Regions from separate parts of the Oryctolagus cuniculus genome. Here region 2 is linked to region 1. A link is a contact called in public Hi-C data. All regions are on one chromosome and are shown on one strand. Each heading gives the region's core, a stretch centred on a gene start, on an enhancer-like site or on the middle of the called end of the contact. The rest is flanking DNA. Distances are from core to core; before and after follow the strand shown. Region 1 holds the start of AKNA (AT-hook transcription factor). Region 2 holds the start of TMEM268 (transmembrane protein 268).

Region 1 (5,162 bases), core at 1,466-3,965:
CACCGAGTTCAACGTGATGCTCTAGGGACTCCACTGCCCAGCCCATCAGCAGGCTCCAGGAGGGCTCGGGGGCCGCGTGGCCAGGGCAGCAGGAAGACGGCCCCCTCCACCCCGGCCTGCCTGACCCGAGCCCGGAGGAGACGGGAGCCGTGTGCTGGGTACCTGTGGGCATGCGGCCGAAGGGCAGCGCTCTGGTTTCTCCATGTTGGATGAGGGCATTGCTGCCCCCCCGCCAGCCTAGGAGTCGGGCCACGCGGACGAGGCCCCGCTCTCAGGGGCATCTTGCAGGACCTTTAGTGCCACAAATAAGCATCGTGCACCCCCCTCCCATCATACCCACCCCTTCTGGCTCCCTCTTTCCCGTGGTATTTATTATTTATTGCGCCTCTTTGCACCCCCCCCCCCCCAGCCTATCCCAGAGGCTGCCCAGGTAACCAGCAATGTCAGTGTATTTATATACAGAGCTTATGACTTTAATTTTTCAATAAAGAAATCCGTACAAGGTTAGGACCAGCGTGCTGTGTGGGCTGCCCGTGGGGCTGGGCTTCTGCTGGCTCCATGCGGAGAGCAGTGGGCAGGAGAGAGGGCTGCACCTCGCGCATCACCCCTCGCCCACCTCTGCCTCTGCCCCCCACCCAGCACAGTCAGGCTGGAACAGGCATTGGGGCGTGCAAGAGCGCTTGAGCCACAGCCGTGTCTTGGGGCATTTTCCTCGAAGCTTTGCATGCTGAGCTTGAGTATTTGCAGGTCATCTTCTGGGACTGAGACACACAGTGCAGAGTGCACATGCGCAGGAATGGTGGCCAACTCAGGGGTGGCTCCCTGGAGCTGGCTGTGAGAAAGGGGCTTGTGTGCAGGTGCTGCACCCCAGGGGAGACCAGCAAGGGCGTGGGGGAGCAGAGCAGGGAGAGACCCCCTCACGGAGGCTGCCCCGCTGTCTGGGGCCGCAGCTGCAGGTCGGGGGGGGGGGGGGGCCCTGGGGAGGCGACTGTGGTCAGGGTGATGCTGACTGCCGGAGGCCTCTGGTGTGAGTACGGCACACTTTTTCCAGGCCCCAGTCCTCGTGCGTCTGTTCTGAGCAGGGAGCTTTCTACCCGCCGCCACTCACCTCCTACAAGCATTGTGACCGCAGGGACAGGTGGCCACCGTCCTTGCACCTGCCCACTCGGTCCAGCCACCACTAGCTGCTCCCCACGGCCCCACATTTGCATCCCGGAAGAGCAGGATAAGCATGAGTGTCTTCAAATGCTGCCGCCGCCAATGCCTGGGCCTGACTCTGGGGCTGTGGCCATTGGGTAGGGAAGGATCCCCTTCCCCAGTGGGATGTTGCTTTTTTGTTTGTTTGTTTATTTACTTGAAAGAGCAACAGAGAGGGAGAAGTGGTGGCAGAGGCAGAGGATGGTGGCAGGTGATGCTCCATCCACTGGGTCACTCCCTACATGTCTGCAACAGCCAGGGCTGAGCCAGGCCAAAGCCAGCAGCCTGGACCTCCATCCATCTCCCACGGGGAAGGCAGGGCCCCAAGCACTGGGGCCATCAGCTGCTGCCTCCTAGGTGCCTTGGTAGGGAGCTGGATCCAAGGCAGAGGCGGGACACAAACCCAGGCACTCTGATATGGGACGTGGGCTCCCTAGCAGTGGCTTGTCCAGTGCACCCCAACGCCTGTCCCCCCAAATTCTTCTGTATGTACCTTGGGAAGTCAAGTGGCTCACCCAAGTCACCAGCCAGCAAGGACCTGGGGCCTGCTCTTTCTAGAACTGGAAGCCCCAGGATCCTGCACACCCTGGAAGGGACCCGCTATGGTGAGTGCAGGCAGAGGGCCACCTCACTGCACATAGGCGGACACGGAGGCCTCCCTTGCTGGAGAACCCCTGGGGCAGGTGACACACCTCACCAAGCCTCAGTTTCCCCCTGTTCAAGTCCCCCAGGACTGCCGGGCTGCTCAGTTCCAGGGACACAATCACTTCCCTGACAATGAGAAACCCTCCTGGGCCCCTCCTGCTCCACATTCCAGGGACCGGAAGGCTGATGAAGAAGAAGGCGGGGAAAGAAGGGGCTTGCGGCTCCTGGGGTATGGGCCTGCCCTGACAAGCACTGAGAGGCCCTGAGCCCTCTCTGCCTGGGAGAGAGTGGGGGGAGGAGGAGCTGGCCCAGAGGGGGAGAGATGTGGAGAACAATGCACGACCCAGACTGCACACCTCAGTCACAATCTTCCCCTTCAGTGCCCTGCCTCTGTGACCTTGGGCGAGTCCTTCAACTTCTCAGCCTCAGTTTGCCCATCTTTAAATGGGGAGCATAATATTCACCTAACTTGTAGATTATCCTAAAGCTTAGCCAAACTGTGTGCCCCAGGCACTAAGGAGGACCTTGGTGAGCGGGAGGCGCTCACAACAGGGCCCAGTGCTCAAGAAAACTTTACTATTGCTCCTACTCAGCGGCCCGTGTCCTCCCCACAGTGCGTGGCTTCTGCCTCACCGCGGCTCCATGCAATCTCGTGTCACATCCCCCACCCCCCAACCCGCCCCGGGCCACAGATCCACGCGGTGCGGCTCCGCAGGCTTGAGAAGCGCAGGCTGGGGCCCGGGAGTCCACCAGCGCGCTCCCCTGCGTCACAGCCCTCTCTGCGGCCCGCCCCCTCTCTGCGATTGGTGAGGCCTCCCGAGGCCGCGCCTCCAGGGCCCGCCCCCTGCCGCCGCGGGCGGGTCTCGGGGATTATGCAAAGAGGCCGCCGCCCCGCCCCGCGCCCGGATTGGAGGCCTTTGTTTGCCGCTCAACTCCAGGAAACCACCCGCGAGCAGGGCGGCCGCCGGCAGGTGAGACGCGGGGAGGGGCTCGCGGTGGGTCCTGGGCGGGCCCCGACCCCTCGCTGGGTCTCAGTTTTTCCGCCGGGAGAATGGGGAGGGAGAGTGGACGGCGCCGGAGGGCTCGGCTCCCCAGGAGCGGCGCTGCTTTCGGTCTTCCCCCACGTGGAAACCCCACGCGCACGGGGGAAAGAGGACGGATGGCCGTCCCGGAATGGGAGGGAGCCCAGAACCGGCGGTCTGGGCTGGAGTCCAAACCCCGCTGGCCGCGGCGTCCTGCGGCCTCCACCCTCGGGCCTCAGTCTCCACCTCCGCACAATGGGGGCGTCGGCCTGTTCGCGTCTCTCCGGCCGAGGCTGGTCGCAGGCAGGGGAGGGGGTCCCTGGGGAGCCCGGGAGTGGTCCTTGGCGGGGCCTCGCGCTGTGTTTGGGCTGGAGGCGGGGCTCGGGTTGCTGTGGTGACTGGGGAGGTGGGGCTTCTGGGCTCTGGGATTTGTGTGCGGTTCGCTCGCCCGGCAACGACCCGCGCAGCCCTCCCGCGGACGCCTAACGCAAGTTTCTTTTCCTCTTTTTGGCAGGGGGAGGGAGGGAGAGCAGGGGCCAGCGGGGGTTGGGCAGCCCCGGCAAGGGTGGGGACTGGGACGGGCGGCAGAGTGAGGCCGGTCCCCTGTCGGCGCGCTCGTGGAGGTGAGGCCCAGAGAGGGGCGCGCCTGGCCCGAGCGCGCACAGCAGGGGCACGGGCTTGGCGCGCGCCCGGCCAGACTCTCCCAGTGTCCCCCTGCCTGGGTTCTCGTTGGAAGGAATGACAGGTGGGAGGGGATGCTTACCTGTGTTGAAAACTCTGCTTGCAAGTGGCAAGGTCGGAAAGCTGCCGGTCACAACCCCGAGTTAAGTCGGAGCTGAGACAGTGGAAAGAGGCGGCGTCTCCATCCCGTGCACTAGAAGTGGGCTGAGGCCGAAGCAGGCAGGGTAGGGGTTAGATATGTAGAGGGACTTCCCAGGAGCGTTTTCGGGCACGCCCTCTGGAGTGGGTGGGTTTTCCTTTTTGGCTGTTTTGTTAAGAGGGCAGAATAGCTGCCCACCTGGTTGGGGGTGGAGGGGGGCGGGTCTGATGTTTTAGGGACAGTCTCTTTGGGTCTGTTCCGAGAGACAGCAGCCAGCCGCCCTGCAGGAGGAAGAAGACGCCTGCGTGGGGCCAGCCGGTTTGCATTTGAGACACGTGACTGGGGCTGTTCTTGCGAGGGGATTTCATCAGCTCCCACCGTCCAGGCAGATTCTGCCAGGGCTGGGGATTCCAGCGCCTGCAGGGCTGAGAGGGTGTTGTGGAAACCAGTGCACCACGTGGACATTCCCGCCTACCCCGCAGGCCAGCGGGAGAGTCCGAAGGGCCCAGCAGATGCCAGGTTCCTTTTCGGGATTCTTCAGTCCTGGTACATGGGAACTAGTGGCGACCTGGAGTGAGAAGACCCGGACTCAAATTCCCGGCCCGGCTCCCATGCTGAGAACTTCAGTTTTCTCCTCCATAAAATGGGTGCAGAAGTAGCACTACTTTAGGGCACAGGGGAGGTAGCGTCCTAGGAGGCTTTTGCCCCGGCCACGTGCCAAGTTTGGCGATGAGGGAATTGAAGCCCAGACAACGAGGGAATGACAGCAGTGATGCTGTTAACCCAGCAGCTAGGATTTGTCGAGTGCTGTGTTCCAGCCGCTACACCAGGGCGTGCGCGCCAGGGAGTGAGGTCTGAAAGGGCAGGAGCACCTGTTTTGTCATGACTGTCGCTCTCTAGTGCCCAGTACAGAGCCCTGCACACAGTAGGTCCTCAACACGTCGCGGTTGATCATCCTTGTTTCAGGATGTTGAGGTGGGTGTCTCTCCACCCATTTTACAGAGGAGAGCAATGAGATTCAGAGAGGTCAAGTCACTTGGCCAAAGGCACACAGCGCCGCCCTGAGTGAGCTGGTCTTTGCTTTTGGGCTATGTAGTGGTGTGCTGGCACCAGGGCTGACTATACCCACGTCAGGGTACTAAGAGAGAGAGACGGCGTTGTGGGGTGGAGGGCCAGCCTTGCTTCTGCATGGGGCCTAAGAGTGGGGGTTCCTGACAGTGCAGGGAGCAAGGTCCCAGCCTGCACCCTGCAGCTCCCCTACGCTGTGGGATTGGGGAGAGAAGCTTTTTGGGGCTGGGGGTCCTAACCCATGATATGAGTTGTGCACAGCAGCCCTCTGACTCGGGAACAGGGGCAGGAGCCCAAATATTCCAGGCCAAGACATCTGACCTTTCACCCACAGTGATGGGAGCCACCCCCGGCCTCTCGAGGGGCAGAGGCCAGGCCAGCATGGTGCTCTGGGGAGACCGATGCCACAG
Region 2 (5,162 bases), core at 1,309-3,808, 170 kb before region 1:
TGCTGAAGTCCCCGGGCCAAGTGACAAGCTCCACTGTTAGATACAAGACACGGGCTGACAGCGCGTGGGAGCTTGGGACTGAACACGCAGCTGTCCTTGTCAGAAGGTGCGCTGGGAGTAAGACAGATCGTGTGCTGTTTGTCAGGAAACTGGGGCACATCAGACGAAAACAAACCCTCTGAATTCCTGACAGGAAGGCCAGCAGCCCTCCTAGGCCATCAGGGATCCCTTTCTACACTGAAGACTGGACAAGTGCTGCCAGGATAGAAAACGGGCAGGGTTGGGGGGGCTCACCTCCAGCTGGGGCGAGGAGGGGAGGGCGATTGAAGGTAACCAGGCTTTAACTAGAGCTTTCCTGCTTTAAAAACACGGGAGGCAGTGGCAGACAGCCCAGTCCTGTCTCAACCACTAGCCTAGCAGCCTCCCCTGAGCTCACCTCCAGCAGCTACCAACGGTTCTAGGACGCTGCCACTCTGCCTTTAGTTATTTTCAAGTAGAAAGGGGCCGGGGCGATCTGCTCCCTGACTCTCAAAGCCTCCCCACCCCACCCGCCACCCCCCACAGGGAGCTATGGCCTTAAATTCACACTTGACCCAGGAGCCAGTCGTTGTCATCTGAAGTCTTCTAAAAGCCGGAGGAAGCAGATGTTGACACGATCCGGCAGCTTCCTCTCCTCGAACCACTGGCCAAGCTTCCCATAAAGCACGCGCCTAGCATGCTGCTTAAAACTGACCTATTTGCAAGGGAAGTGGGGGCTGGGGGCACAGCTGCTTGCTGTGTGTGGAAACTGCTGCAGTCATTTCACAGCCACCAGTCCTGTGACATCAGCTGACAGGAGAAAACGCTCCTATCTGCCGGACTGTCCCTGAACAGGTAGAGGTAGAAATGAGGGGCCCAGAACACACACAACCCTGACCGGCTTCCCTACCCCTGGTGCCATCAGTCTTCCTGGTGGAATGGTGGGGCCAGAGCTTTACTGGGCTGAAGGAGGCGAGTACCCTGCTCCCCAAAGCATTCTGAAAACACCTGAGAGCACAGCCAGGCTTTTGCTTTGCGGCCTCTGAGCTGAGTGGACTTCACGTCCATCACTTCCTTCCTCCACACCTCGAACATTCTCTAAGCCTCTGGGCCGCATCTCTTCTCCGTGGAAATGGAAAGCCAATGCCTAACCTGCAGGGTTGTTATATGAAGTGCTCAGAACATAGTGGGCTGGTTCCCTAACCTCTCTGCCTAGCAGCTCATAGTTGCCTAGTTGCTACGAGGATTAGTTATGATAAAGGCAGCTCTTAGACCAATCGCCAGCCCAGAGACACCTACACTTGACAACTACAGCAAACATTTTTTGCTCATGGAACATCCATGGGCTTCCTCTTTATTTCTCGGCTCCCTCCTGGTTAGATTGGGTCACATGACCTCCGCTGATTAAGCAGCTGAGAGCAAGTGTCCTGTGTCTTTCAGCACTGAAGCATGTTTGCCAGCTTTGCCTTCCCATCCCTGCACCTGAGGAAACCAGCAGCAGAGATGGTGGGACGGGAGTGGAAGTAAACTGAATCACTGTGAAGGCTGTCCTGAAGTCACCCAAACTGCAGCAGGCACTAGAAATAAAATTTTGTTTTATTAAGCCACTGGGATCGCAGAGCCTGCCCTAGCCTCACCACTACTGCTATTATTACACTTTTAATAATGAGTAGAGCGAGAAAATTATGGCTGATTTCAAAAAATTAAGAAACCCTTGCTGAGCACCTAGATCGTTCCAGTACTACATGCAGTGCTTCCCTCTAAGAAACAGATGTATCAATCTGGAAGGGAGAGTGGCAGGGATCTTCCATCCACTGGTTCACTCCCCAAATGGCCTCAACAGCAGGGCTGGGCCAGGCTGAAGCCAGGAACCGGCAACTCCATCTGGGTCTCCCACAGGGGGGCAGAGGTCCACCCACTCGGGCCATCCTCTGCTGCTTTCCCACGAGCGGGGCGCTGAGGCACAGCGGCCAGGACTCTAACCGGCACTCCTATGTGGGATGCGTTTCAGCAGGTGCTGAACCCTCCATGCCACACCAGCAGCCCCTGTGCTTTATTTTTAATCCTTCTGTTATTGCTGTGCAAATAGTTCCCATCTGGGGATGGTGTGGGGACCCAAAAATACGTACCACTTCCCTCAAGCCAACTCCCCCCACCAGCCACTACTGCATCCCTCCCTCAAACCAACTCTCTCTACACACTTTATACTAGGTTCCTCTCCCAGGTCACCAAGCCCTTTACTTTTCAGATGTCTTGTTCTGTCGACTGACCACTGGTCACATCCCTTTTCTAAATACTCCCCTCGGCTTCTGTGACTAGCAACACAGGGCTGCTTGGTTCAACCAGTCATAAAATAAGCAAAGCCTTACCAATCCAGGATGAAAATATCGGTGGCAACCAGGTTAAAAATCTTGGGTCAGTGAGTCTAAGTGTTGCCTCCTGTCTCTCCAGTTTAGGAAACCTGTATTGGCAGGGGCAGCAGGTAAGGAGTTGCTACAGTTAGCAGTCACACCAAGAGTTAAGCTGCAGTAAGCGCAGGATGTTAAGATGGAGGTATTTACTAAACATTCATGTCAAAACATCAAATAAGCAATTTGACAGGAGTTTGAGATACAAGTATCTTCAATACAGACGACAATGCCAGGAAATGAGAGTGGTTTCATCAGGAAATATGTACAGAAGGCCAAGAACAAAACCTTGGGAAAACAGGAGAAGGCACTGGGAAGAGACTGAGAAGCAAGGTAGCTCACCACTGGATAACAGAAGGAAACTAAGAGTGTTTCAGGGCCAGCGCTGTGGCACAGCAAGTAAAGCCACTGCCTGTGGCACCAGCATCCCATAAGCGTGCCACTTCAAGTCCCAGCAGCTCCACTTCCAACCCAGCTCCCCGCTAATGCACCCGGGAAAGGGCAGAAAGTAGCCCAAGTGCTTGGGCCCCTACACCCACGTGGGAGACCCAGATGAAGCTCCTGGCTCCTGGCTCCGGCCTGGCCCAGTCCCAGGCCCTTGCAGCCATCTGAGTAAGCCAGTGGATGGAAGATCACTCTGTCTCTCCCTCTCTGTAACTTTGCCTTTCAAACAGATCAATCTTTCAAAAAAATTAATAAAATGTTTCAGGGGAAGAAGAGTGGCCAAGCCCATGAAATAATCCTAAACGTCAAATGGTAGAAGGCTGGGTTTCTCAGTGTGGACACCACCACTGACCCTGACGAGCAGTTTCAGGGAGTCAGGCGTGGGTGTTTTAACAGTAAAGTCAAACAGCTTGCATAAGAAAACTTTCTGAGTTCTTCTACTACAAAACAGACATGGGGGCCAGCGCTGTGGTACAGTGGATGAAGCTGCTGCCTGCAATACCAACATCCCATACAGGCGCCCATTTGTGTCCCTGCTGCTCCACTTCTGATCCAGAAACTGCTGGTGGCCTGGGAAAAGCAGCAGCAGATGGCCCAAGTGTTTGGGCTGCTGACACACTCGTGGGAGACCTGCCTGGCCTTGCCCTGGTCGTGTGGCTATCTGGGGAGTAAACCAGTGGATGGAAGATCTTGCTCTCTCTTTCAAATATATTTTTAAAAGTCTTATCTTTCAAGCCGGTGCCGCGGCTCAACAGGCTAATCCTCCGCCTTGCGGCGCCAGCACACCGGGTTCTAGTCCCGGATGGGGCGCCGGATTCTGTCCCGGTTGCCCCTCTTCCAGGCCAGCTCTCTGCTGTGGCCAGGGAGTGCAGTGCAGTGGAGGATGGCCCAAGTCCTTGGGCCCTGCACCCCATGGGAGACCAGGATAAGTACCTGGCTCCTGCCATCGGATCAGCGCGGTGCGCTGGCTGCAGCGCGCAGGCCACGGCGGCCATTGGAGGGTGAACCAACGGCAAAGGAAGACCTTTCTCTCTGTCTCTCTCTCTCTCTCACTGTCCACTCTGCCTGTCAAAAAAAAAAAAAAAAAAAAAAAAAAGTCTATCTTTCAAATATATTTTTAAAGTCTTTCTAGCTGTATTGGTAAGGAAATCCCATGCTCTTTCAACCATTTCTACCAGAAATTAGTTTCAAACCAACAAAAGACTTGCAGCTAACAGAAAGACATTTAACTCTTATAAGTAGGAGTGTGAAGTCACTAAGAGCTTCAGTCACGTCCTTTAGCCCACCAGGAGGACACAGGCTGATAAACTGCCAGGGCAGGCCGGTATCAAGAAGCAGCAGCGAGCTGACACTACTTCTTGTTTTGTAAACCAATTTTTAGGTAAAATTACAAGCATTTTGCTTCTTGCTAAATCTGTACATCTTGAACAATTTCTAACTATGAATGCAAATGTGATATGTGAGCTAATTTCCTAAGTGGAATTCTGCAGAATCTGAAGAATTCTGTAGGCCAAAGTGCATTTTGCATTATCATACAGGATGAACCAGAGAAGTGTGAGAGATAGAACACATGACAAAGTCTTTACTTTTAAATTATCAGTACACCAAGTAATAACATGCAATAAGTTCTTAAATTCTATCATCTAGTAATTTTGATTAAGAAGCTAAAAGCAGCCTAAACAATTACACGAGTAATTCATTGCTTTTGCCTTTGGAATAGACATTAAGGCTGGCTGCTGCTTCACACAAGTTACAAGAAACTATTTACTACTTTTTCATAGATAAAGCCCCTGACCTTCAAGAAAGCATAGGGGAAACAAATTGTTTAGTCCCTTTCTTTCTTCAAAGAATTTTTTTTTATACAAGATCTAAGATAGAAAAGTCAACACTGACATATATGTTGCTTGAACTAAAAGGCACAGGAAAACACACGACATATACTTATTGAATGTCTCTAAGAAATATGAAGTAAAAAGATGAACTCTTTGGAAAGTCTGGATAAAGAAGCTAACGAGTGAAGGCCCTCCTATGAAACACACAGAAATAATTTAATGCCTTGTCATGAGGGCAGAGCGTGAGCTTTGCTGAGGCTCCATGCTCCACGAGAGCATCTGAAACGCCCAGCCGTGGAACAAGGGCAGCTTTCTTCTATCCATTTATGCGGTAGTTCTCATGGATTTCTGGCCGGATGTCACAGACAAAGGCCAAGAGGTTATCCAAGACCTCATCCCTGTTCTGCTGGAAGTAGGTCTGCAGGATGGTCATCTTCTCCTGGGTCTCCTTCTCTACTTC

The links. A called contact is a pair of places that touch in the nucleus more often than the background predicts.
Region 2: a Hi-C map of an unstated tissue shows a contact between it and region 1, with 1.8 times the contacts expected there. The contact joins the promoter of TMEM268 here to the promoter of AKNA in region 1.

What each region holds. Positions count from the first base shown.
Region 1 is chr1:217,898,945-217,904,106 of mOryCun1.1, reverse strand. It overlaps AKNA (AT-hook transcription factor), which reads left to right and starts at 2,715. Exons shown (of 22, transcript XM_008273396.4): 1 at 2,715-2,813. It overlaps WHRN (whirlin), which reads left to right. Exons shown (of 13, transcript XM_017350103.3): 13 at 1-507. The coding sequence ends at 25.
Region 2 is chr1:218,066,511-218,071,672 of mOryCun1.1, reverse strand. It overlaps TMEM268 (transmembrane protein 268), which reads right to left and starts at 2,558. Exons shown (of 10, transcript XM_051842662.2): 1 at 2,388-2,558. It overlaps ATP6V1G1 (ATPase H+ transporting V1 subunit G1), which reads right to left. Exons shown (of 3, transcript XM_002720414.5): 3 at 4,424-5,162. The coding sequence ends at 5,019.